Linked DNA regions of Macaca mulatta: region 1 is linked to region 2. The links are chromatin contacts, called in public Hi-C maps. All regions are on one chromosome and are shown on one strand. The core of a region is the stretch at or near the end of the contact, and the rest is flanking DNA. Distances in the headings are between cores, read along the strand shown.

What was found. Hi-C and Micro-C count contacts between places; a contact is called where the count stands out from the background.
Region 1: a Hi-C map of fetal cortex germinal zone shows a contact between it and region 2, with 4 times the contacts expected there. The contact joins two enhancer-like sites. A contact is called at or near these places in 2 of 14 Hi-C or Micro-C datasets (fetal cortex germinal zone and fetal cortical plate).

What each region holds. Positions count from the first base shown.
Region 1 is chr4:8,721,277-8,726,602 of T2T-MMU8v2.0, forward strand. The region is part of intron 1 of QKI (QKI, KH domain containing RNA binding); the gene reads right to left. Among named protein-coding and RNA genes, the nearest start is that of QKI, 8.9 kb to the right of the region's middle. Within about 2 kb of position 1,920, at least 5 of the 40 cell types and tissues checked have an H3K27ac peak or open chromatin away from gene starts, as enhancers often do. A contact at or near this core is called in fetal cortex germinal zone, where this site is marked.
Region 2 is chr4:7,934,075-7,940,107 of T2T-MMU8v2.0, forward strand. No RefSeq gene overlaps it. Among named protein-coding and RNA genes, the nearest start is that of QKI, 800 kb to the right of the region's middle. Within about 2 kb of position 1,892, at least 4 of the 40 cell types and tissues checked have an H3K27ac peak or open chromatin away from gene starts, as enhancers often do. A contact at or near this core is called in fetal cortex germinal zone, where this site is marked.

The DNA of each region.
Region 1 (5,326 bases), core at 670-3,169, 790 kb after region 2:
GGAAAAAGTCCTAAACAAGTTAAATCAATGCCATTTAAAAAAAAAAAAAAGAGATGGTTCTAGATTTTAAAAAGTGTAACCACCAGATTTAACGAGTGGTGTTGAGTAAGATTCTGGTTTGGACAATCCAGCTATAAAGAATATCTGTGGATCCACTAGAGAAATCTGAATATGGACTGGTTATTACATCATCTGTAGGATTAACCCATCCTGTTCAGTGTAATGTCATTATGTAGTGAAGTGTTAATTTTTAAAGATACACAAATATGTATCTCTCTTCGGATAGAATGTCAAGATATCTCTCATTTACTTAAAATAACTAAATACAAAAATTAATACAATTAAATTTTAAGTCCACATCGAACTTGGTAAAACATATTTAATCGATCTCTGACACTGGGACAAAATTTTCTTCAAGGCAAATTAATTCAAGAACTCCAAAGATTCTCTCTAAGAGTCTCTTCAATTGTCTTTAGCTCATATAGAAATGAAAGCTCAATTCTCTAACTAAAAATTGGGCTGACAGCTAAACAAATGAGCCCCACATGTTCTCCATCTTTCAGAATGAATACACTAATCTGTAGGTAAGGAAAAGAAAGACTTGTTTCTAGTTAAAACACACTTTAAAAAATCTTTAGAGTTTAAAATACAGAACACTCAATATAAATATTTTTATTAATACTATTTTGAGAAAATATCACTATTCAAAAAATTTTCCTAATGGGTTAACCACATATATAATAGTTTGACTCTTCACACTTCATCCAATGTCTATTTTAAACCCATATATATTCTACACATTCTCAGTTTATGCACAAAGAGTTCATTCTGACACCCCCAAATAATCCAAGCCTTAAAGATTCCCTACAACCTTCAGATTAAAATTCAGACTACGTATTCTGGCCTTCAAGGCCCATCACAATCTAGCCCTAACCTGGTCTGCTTTCTGTAGTCTCTCTTAATTCCCACTACTTCTATCTATGCATTTGCCATTTCAACTAACTAAATCTGTACCTATTTCCTAAGCCTTGCCCATCACCATGGTGCTGGCACTGCTGTACCTTCCCTTCTCCTGGAACATCCTCCACCTTCCCATTCACCTCATTAAATCATACCAACTGTTAATACCAACTCAGGTTCCACTTCTCAAATAAACATAACTAGATAGTTCAGCTCAAAGTGACATCCTCTAAACTACCAGAGTGTTAGTAGTGATTCTCATGCACATAAAAACTAGCTGAACCTACATGGATACATTACCTTTCTTTTTCTTTTCTCATCCTCTAAAAGCTGCTTTGCTTATCTAATTGTTTACCCTATCATAAACAATTCTAAAATGTTGATAGACAGCAGATGATACAGGCCGGGGGCAGTGGCTAACACCTGTAATCCCAGCTCTTTGGGAGGCTGAGGCAGGCATATTAATTACCTGAAGTCAGGAGTTTGAGACCATCCTGGATAACATGGTGAAACCCTGTCTCTACTAAAAATACAGCAATTAGCCAGGTGTGGAGGTGTGCACCTATAATCCCAGCTACTGGGGAGGCTGAGGCAGGAGAATCGCTTGAACCTGGGAGACAGAGGTTGTAGTGAGCCAAGATCCAGCGCCCGGGCGACAGAGCAAGACTTTAAAAAAAAAAAAAAAAAAAGCAAGCAGGTGATGCTGCTACTTTATAGTATGAGAGGCTCTTCTGAATACCCATCAACTTCAGAGTATTTGGATTTCAGGTTGGCAGGGCAGTTAATAATTTCATTCACAGATGAAGAAGCTTGAGGTTCAGAGAGATTAGTTATCTCGCCCAAGATCGCCAAACTAGTTAATTGCAGAGTCATGATTAGATCCCAGGTCTACAGTCCAAGAATGCTTACCACTTCACCACAGGGTCTCATTAGCATATGCACAAAAACATAAATTTCATCTTTATGCTGGCTCACCCATGTGCATGCGCACACACACAGAGTTAAAACTTGAATACTCTCATGATAACAGGGCATCACTGCAACCACGGTAGAATCAGCGACAATAGACAATTAGGTGCAGTTTCAGGGTAATTTTTTCGATCCCAGTTTGAAATTTTTTTCTTAAAAAAATGTATTCACCTGCCATGTAACAACTATATCAAAGGGATACAATTACTGTAACACAGCAAAGAACTGTGGATTACGTTTAATTTGTTTGAATTATTTGAAATGAGCAATCATCCTCCAGATGCTGGCATCAGGAATATGATGTGGTGGCTACTTGGTGCAGCACCGTTTCCATTCAATTCATAACCATCCACCTCATGGGTGTCACTCTCCAGTTATCTACCAGATATATTACCGGGCTGTTTACCCCAGGCTGATCTAAAACTGATACAAGTATACACTCCTGACTTGAATCACTTAGCAATAGTATACTTCTCTATTAAATCACCGAATCAAAAATGTTTCCTCTTCAGTAGTTAGTAAAAATAATAGCAGCAACAATTTTTACTACATTATTCAAAAAACTGAGGCTCTAGTCTTTGCTTACAAAGAAGTGAATGAGCTGAAATTCTCTAAAAATGCCTTTCTCGCTTTTAGCCTTTTAATTAGTTATCATTAAAAATAAATTCTAGTTCTAAGAATTTGACCATCATTTGTTCAAAACCAGCATATCACAGAATTAGCAAAAAACCATTTGCTTTTTCTTCTTTACCTTCACAACTTGAGGCAACAGCAGCAGCTTTTTAGCACATGGAAATATTCCAGGTTTTTCCCTCCAGTTCCCCTTGTGGAGAGGCCATACAATGGAACAGAGGGGAGAAGTGAGTGTCTCACTCCAGCTCTGCTGCTAACTTGTCCTGAGACACAGGCAAGTCACAACCGCTTCAAGTCTTAGTCTCTGCACCTATGAGAAGCCCCCAACTCTCAGGAAACCTGCAGCTCTAAAACACAATTCTCTGATACAATCTGCAAGGTAATTTTGAGACCCTGTAAAACTATGACATTGAAGAGTTTACGAAAAGGTCCCAAATTTTATTTGTTTTTGAGATGGAATCTCACTCTGTCGCTCAGGCTGGAGTGCAGTGACACAATCTCCTCCCTGCAACCGCCGCCTCCCAGGTTCAAGCAATTCTTCTGCTTCAGCCTCCCAAGTAGCTGGGACTACAGGCACACACTACCATGCCTGGCTAATTTTTAGTAGAGACAGGGTTTCACCATACTGGCCAGGCTGGTTTCGAAATCCTGACCTCGTGATCTGCCTGTCTCGGCCTCCCAAAGTGCTGGGATTACAGGCGTGAGCCACCTCGCCTGGCTCGGTTTCAAATTTTAAAATTGTATGTTTGTTTTTTTACCACGCATTTTCCTACTTCTACTCTTAAAATGTACTATTATTTTGTTGCTTTTTCCTATGTATTTCAAACTAAAATCAGCTTAAAAGCCAAGGGCTCCCCAGTGATTTGCTACTGACCAGATCAGGTCCAGTTTCCACAATGACCTCTCCTGCACTAAAGCAAAAGCAAGGTGCTTACTTAAGGCCTGCTACTTATTCAATCCCCGGGCCAACCAGATATTTCATCATTTTGAAAACCTTTCTCAGCTGGAACTTAACCAGCCCCAGTACTCACAAAGCCCAGCTCACATTCACCGCATGTCTCCACTTACAGATATAAATGCCTACACACACATGCCCTTTACTTACATTGTGGCCATAATGTGGAGCCACTTAAGGATGTAACTGCACTTCAATGTTTTATTCTATTTTATTTTTTTAAGAGAGGGTCCCACCGTTGCCCAAAGTGGAGTGCAGTGGCACGATCATAACACTGCAGCCTTGACCTCCCAGGCTCAAGCAATCCTCGCACCTTAGCCTCCCAAGTAGCTGGGGTTACAAGCACAAGCCACCACACCCGACTAATGATGTTCTTTCTGATACTTCAATATCTGTTTATCTGCTAAGCAGAGTATGACACATTCTGCTTATAATAAATAATGTGATCGAAATCTTACAATCAATTCATTTCCCCAACCTCAAAATTTAGTTCTATAAAAATATGAGACTAATACATGAAGCAACTTTTTGAACATATTTTGTTAGACTTGATAGGATTGCTGGATTTTCAAACTAGTTTCCACATCAAGAAACTGAAGATGAAAACATTAAGTGCAGTCCTTTTCTTGCTAATTACAAGAATTCTAGATAAATCAATTCTGCAATATATTTTTTAAAAATTCATCAGACTTTCAAACACTGTTACTGCTAAAGCACAGTAATAGACATTTTAGAAATAAAAGAGCTGGCCACACGTGGTGGCTCACGCCTGTAATCCCAACACTCTGGGAGGCCGAGGTGGTCAGATCACAGGGTCAAGAGTTCAAGACCAGTCTGGCCAACATGATGAAACCCTGTCTCTACTAAAAATACAAAAAATTGGCGGGCGCCTGTAATCTCAGCTACTCAGGAGGCTGAGGGAGGAGAACTGCTTGAACCCAGGAGGTGGAGGTTGCAATGAGCCGAGAGCACGCCATTGCACTCCAGCCTGGGTGACAGAGTGAAACTCCGACTAAAAAAAAAAAAAAAAAAAAGGAAAAAAAGAAAAGAAAAAGAAAAAAAGAAATAAAAGAACTAAGTTTCAGCTAAGTGAAAGCTTCAATTTATCAGTTTTCTAAGTGATGGCACTGTTTAAATTAAAGACACACCTATGTTTAAAAACACAGCTATTTGTGTTAAATGACAATCAGCTACGTATGATTATACTCAGCTTCCTTTTAAACTGAAGTCACTCAAATACAGTCTATCCTGAACACACCAAAGCAGCACCTAGGGACAAGAAATCATTCCTATCTATTGTGCCCTGCATGGAGTACAAGAACTATATAGATATATATGGACTTTTAAAAGGGTAACTAACAGGGTGGGGAAAGTTTACCTAAGTAATTCCATAAATGCCAAAATTTTCCAAGAGCTAAGATAAGCACTGGTAGTTTTTCTCTGCTTATGAACTGATACCCTTTGGTATAAGGACTGACAAGAAACTATACTGCTTAAGCAAAGCAATTTTATCTTTCTAAATCTCCTTCCCAATAATAACAGTAAAGTAACATTAAGCACCTTGACAGCAAGTACTACAAATAACATGACATTTTTTAAAGTTATTTTTAAGAAAAAATACAAATGTCTTTTCTTCTAAGGGCATAAAACTATCAACAATCACACAACTGCTTCATTTCCTAAAATTATTAGACACTATTTCTAATGTCACCTCTGGATTTTCATTTTTTCAAACCATGTGCACATACCCTATCTTTAAGAAACTAGAAATCAAAAAAAGAGGTAAGATGTAACATGTTTAATTCAACA
Region 2 (6,033 bases), core at 642-3,141:
ACATGTGATATAGAGATGTAATTAACACAAGCTAGGTTAACCTGGGTGCTTTGGTTTGATTAAGAAACATCTCTAGTGATTCTTTTTGTCAGTGGTCTTAAATGTCAAATAATTTGGAGAATACTGTTCCTACAACTTACATTTTTATTTTTTCTTTTTGTAAATACAGGTTATTATGGAGGTTATAATAAAGATCATACCAGTAAAAAAAAAAAAAGAAACACAATTGATGCTTATGATGGAACTTCAATGTTTTTTGAACTAAAATTAATACATTTAACAATTTGTAAAATGGCATTATTAACCAAACAGCTAAAAATGTATTTGTGTTTCTCTGATTAGCCATACTCTATCATGTGGCTGTGACTGTCTTTTTCTTCCCTGGACTGTGAGCTCATGGAAGGCTGGAAAAGGCCCATTTATCTTCCCATGGTCAGTGCTCACTGCATTGGATGGCATATTGCTAGCATTCATTAACTATTTGATGAGCAACAAAAGAAAGACAGATAAACTTTTAGCTGTTTGATTAATAACAGTATTTTCTGAATTGCTAAATATGTTAATTTTAGTTCAAAAAATAAATCCATGTTCCATTATAACCAGCACAACTGTTTCTGAATCAAACCTAAGATTTTTCTCTCTTTTCAAAGTGCTTCCACAGAAAGTAAAAACTTGATGAATTTTGCCCCATATTTTCTTAGTAGAGTCTAACTATCTGTTTTAACACTTCAGTCTATAGATCCTATTTAGTGGTTCAACAACAATGAACAATTTAATAGAGAGAGAAATGAGGTTGATGAAGGAATCAAGGTCCGGATCATGGAGGGTCCCAATTTCTATGCTAAGCAGTTTGGATTTTATTGTGTAGGCAATTTGGAGCCACTGGGCAGTAACCATGCAAGATTCACATTTTAGAAGGCTCACCAGTGGCAGGTTCAGGATGTGGAAAAAGGGCCAAGAGTTCCGAGGATCTAGAGAATGCATGAGAGCCCAGCTGCAGGTTAGCGATTGTCCACACTGAGGCAGTGGCAATGGGGGTGAGAAGCAGGTGGAGGCTGAAATTTGGGGGCTGCATGTAGCGGGCAAGAAAAATCAAAGATGACCCCAGGTTCTGGCTTGGATGACAGTCATTCACTAAGACAAAAAAAAAAAGTAATAAACATAGATGAGATAAGTATATCTGGAGAATAAACTAATTTGATTTTGGACACATTAAGTTCAAAAGAAAAAAGAAGGAGAAAGAACTGACGAGAAAAAAAAGAAACACAGAAAAAAAAATCTTGTGGGCCTCCTTAATCTTTATTCTGGCAACAGTTTTTAACCTGACAGCTGGAGCTGGGTGCTTTGCTCTTCTGCCTTGCGAATGTCCTGTCCACCCTGCCCAAGCCCTGGGAAGGCAGGACTGGCCTCTGCTGAGCTTGGCTTTCAGACACCTCCTCTGAGGCATGGCGTTCATTGTGAGCTTCTGGGCAGTTCTTGTGAGCTCGAGCTATAAGGAAGCTCCTTAAATGACGTAAGTAGGTTGCTGAGATTGGGGAGGGAAAAAATGTATCTCACTTTAGGGTATTCTTGAGTGGGTTTGAAAAAAATGGAAAGAATATAGAAAAGTATTTTATTTGTGAGGCCCAACAATAGAATTTCCTTAATTCAAAATGAATCTCTGTCGCTGTGTTAGTTTCCCTCTGCTATCTAGTGATAGCCACTGTGCACGGGGTGGAAGTGCTCCAGACAGACAGACTGCAGGAATCGGTTCAGTAAGGCTGGGGATGGGGCCAGGTGCAAACCCCAAATTACATTTGATCACTTACATCTGATTTCTTCCCCTTTCACCAATAGATGTCCCTGTAGCAAATGAAAGGATTTTGAAAGGAGTCCAGGGGTGTAATTAAGTGAGACAATACAGATGCCAGAATTTAAACACTGCCAGTTTTATGTAATTTAATTAATACTGTGGAGAGGGGAAAATGCTTGCCTGTGCAGTATTTCGTGAATAAAGAGCTGCTGACGAAAGGGCATCATTCTGACAGAAACCAGTGAAATAAAGATTTGCTCCATAGATGGCTCTATTTGATTAGAAAGAACCACCAAATCCAGAGTCCTGTTTATTATTTTATGTCTGACATTTTACAAGTCTGGGTAATGTAATTATCTGTGGAAACTCCAACAGCATGCCAGTTGTCCTTTACAGGTGTACCTGTCTTTGCGGACAACCTTTTTAGGCATCCATTACTTACAGCACCTGCTTCCCTGGTCGGCTCACTACACTTGCAGGGAAGCCAGCCTCACAGATGGGAATGGAAGGAGGAAAATTTGAAATGAAAGCATGATGGGCTCACACCTGTAATCCCAGCACTTTAGGAGGCCGAGGCGGGTGGATCACCTGAGGTCAGGAGCTCGATACCAGCCTGGCCAATATGGAGAAACCCTGTCTGTACTAAAAATACAAAAATCAGTTGGGCATGGTGGCGGGCACTACCTACTCCGGAGGCTGAGACAGGGAAATCATTTGAACCCGGGAGGTGCAGATTGCAGTAAACAGAGATCTCACCACTGCACTCCAGCCTGGGCAACAGACAGGGAGACACTCCGTCAAAAAAAAGGAAAAAGAAAAAGGAAGGAAGGAAGGAAGGAAGGAAGGAAGGAAGGAAGGAAGGAAGGAAGGCAGGCAGGCAGGCAGGCAGGCAGGCAGACGATGTTCTTGCTTAAAAATACAAATATGCTGGTATTATTACATCAGCTTTTATTTACCTTTTTTTCAGCCAAGACATTTTGATAAATACATATTTCATCTTCCTCAGGGAAGTAGTGGATAATGCTTTAGATGTAGACTCAAAATCAATTTTGGTAATGACTGTGGGTATAGCTCACAGCTCCCCAGATGGAAATCAGGGGACATGAAAAGAGAAAGAAGGTCTGTGATCAGCCAAACACTCAAACAAGACCCTGATGTCTCAGGTGGTTCCTCATTTACAGCTTATGGATGTGAATGAGGGAAAACTATTTGAAATTTCAAAGAGTTTGGGGTTTTGAATTTGTCTTTATTTAAAATGTTCCTTTTCTCTCTTTGTACATCATAGTTCTTTTCAGAACTTCCATCCACAGCACTGTGTTCTGTAAATGAAAATGAGGGAGAAATGGAAGGATTCGATGCCAAAAATCTAGCAGGGCTACCATGCCCACTGAGACATGAATCGTGTTTCTTCACTCTGCACTCACTGTCCTAAGATGGTTTCTGATTGATCATCTGTGTATTTTCATGAAATATGACCAGGTCTAAATGGTATAGTCAGACTAACAGTTTCAGTTATAATACAGATTCAACATAACCAAGATAAAATATTAGGGAACTTGATCCATTTTTGAGAATTCAATAAGATGTATGCCATATAATTCAACTTTAATCACATGAAAACACACTCCTTCTGTTTTAATTAAACACATATATACAGTACACTGGGATAGTGCTCAATGTACCTGAAGTTTCAGGAAATTTAATCTCTGGAGAGGTCCACGGCCAAGGCATGAGCCAAGCCTACTGGAGGCGGTCTCGTCTGAGAAGTTGTTTGGTTTACCCATTGTTAAGATTGTTAAGTAACGAACCGCCCCCAAAAGTCTGTGGCTTTTATTTGTTCACAATTTTTTGCATCATAAGTTTAGGCAGGGAGGGGGAGGACATTTCTTTTGCTCTTTGAGACATAGGCCACGGTCATTAAGTTATAGTTAGATGGCTTCATTTGCAAGTCTGTGACCTTGGAGGAAGAGCTGCAAAACCTATCTCTGTTTCCCACTTGGCCAAACTTGGGTTCTTGACACGTGACTGGATTCCATAAGAGCTCTCCCAAGAGGAGCACAGGTGGAAGCTGCAGATAAAGGCCTAGCCACAAAGGTGCCATCAGCATTCTTGCTGCATTCTCCTGGTCAAATCCAGGCAAAGGGCCAGGCCAGATGCAAGGGAAGGAAAATAAACCCCACCTCTCCATAGGAGAAGCAGCAAGAATTTGTAGTCATCTATAATCTACCAGAATCTATCATTTGACCATAAAATATTATATTCTCTGATGTGCAAACTACACTTACTTTCTCCCAAGATTCCATAACTCGCATCTCATTATGGTGTCAGGGTCTAATGCAAAGACTAGGATCTCACGATCTAAGTTGGACACAGGTAGACCCATGAATTAAAAAGACAAGCGAACTGCCTTCCACACACACAGTATCTGCAGCAGACACTACAAACCCGCAGGGGGAAAGGGGAAGCATGTAGCGATTGGAACGCAGCCATGCCTGCCCTGCAATTCCTCCTGCTCACTGAAGAAACCCTAGATCTCCCCGCTGGGAGCAGCTCTCCTCCACACGTGGCTTCTCCCTTCAAGCTTTTGGTTCTACCCTCTGAATCACCTTTCCTTTTCTATAAGAAATAGTCTATGCTTTCAACTAGGTAGTTTTCTGACAGCCCTCAGGACATTGGGGGAAAGGAGACTTCTTTCCGTGTTGCACTGTCTTGATCTTTTTCAGGCTAAACTGATTCAGCTTCTTAAACAACTCTGTGGGATTTCAGGATATAAAATTATCATCCAACCCACCAGACAAAAGTTCTGCCTACGTATCTCTGTGCTACGAGCCTTCTCTCTGCTTTAGCTATAAATCAGAGTTCCATGGGCAAATGCTCTTAGGAGTCTTAGGAGAAACTTGTCTAGCTCAGGAGGAACAAGCACCTTTTAACACATTCTCTGATCTTAACAAAGGGTTTTGTATCCATGTCCTTGACTCGACCTGAAACCTGAAGCCATGTGGTCCTGGCGGCATGCATCTTTGATTTTTGTCTGAGCCACCTCTTACTTTCAGAACCTTCTGCCCACTGGACAGGCTAGAAATGAGAAATAGTTGTATTTTCTAACCCAACAAAATCTAAGTTGGAATACTTTCTTTAAATCCTACTTAAAAATCCATTTCTTTTTAAATCAGTCTTTCTCCACACTTTATTATCAAGAACTCAAAGAAGCCTGCTGGCACTTAGAACATTCTGCCTGGGAATTTCCTTAGCCAAATTCACAAGTTCATTAGGTCCATGTTGTATCTTCTATGTTTCTGCTAGTATTAGTTTTGCCAAACGTTCTTCAACTACAGAATGCAGGTCACCATTTTCCCAGGCTTGAATGGCAATTTTCTTACCACCTTCCCGGTCTGCAATAAATTTTCTTGCTATTTTTTAAGTTTCTGTCCAGCAAAGCCAACACCATCTGCTTTGGGTTTGTTATTGAAGCATCCCACTTCTTTTTTTATTTTTTTAAAAATATTTTGAGACAAAGTCTTGCCCTGTCACCCAGGCTGGAGTACAATGGTGCAGTTTTTGCTCACTGCCTCCCACTTCTGATACCAAATTCTGTTTCACTTTTTCTATTGCTACTAACAAAGCACCTCAGAACATCGTGGCTTAAATTATTCATGATAGTTCTTCATGTGGCCAGGAAGTTCTCCCACTTTATGTGGTGTTATAGGAAGTGCTGGGATGACTGGAGGGTTCAGAATATTCTCACTGTCATGGCTGGCAATTTATACTGATCCCTGGCTTGGGTTCAGACTGCTGTGGACTAGGGCTTCTCCAGGTGGCAGTTTGAGCTTTGTCCTGACGTGGAGGTTGGGTCCTAATAATGGACATTCCTTGAGGTGAATGCAGAAGCTACAGCTCTTGTGAAGCTCGTCCTCAGAAGCCACACAGAGTCATTCCCATCACATTCTGTTGATTAGAACAGGTCAAGAGTAACCGAAAGCAAAGGGAGATGAAATAGTTTCCCTCTTACTGTGGAAAAGACCAAGTGACATTGCAAAAATGTATGTTGGATGGAAGATGTGGTGTAATCATCTTTGGAAAGAGCTAGGGATGAGGTGATTGAAACGCAGATGTTATAATACATAGTATTATAACATAGTATTATATGTATTATAATGCTATGTATTATTATGGGATGAGGTGAATGGATTCTGTATGTGAGAAGAACATGAATCTGGGGGGATCAGCAGCCACAGTATTAT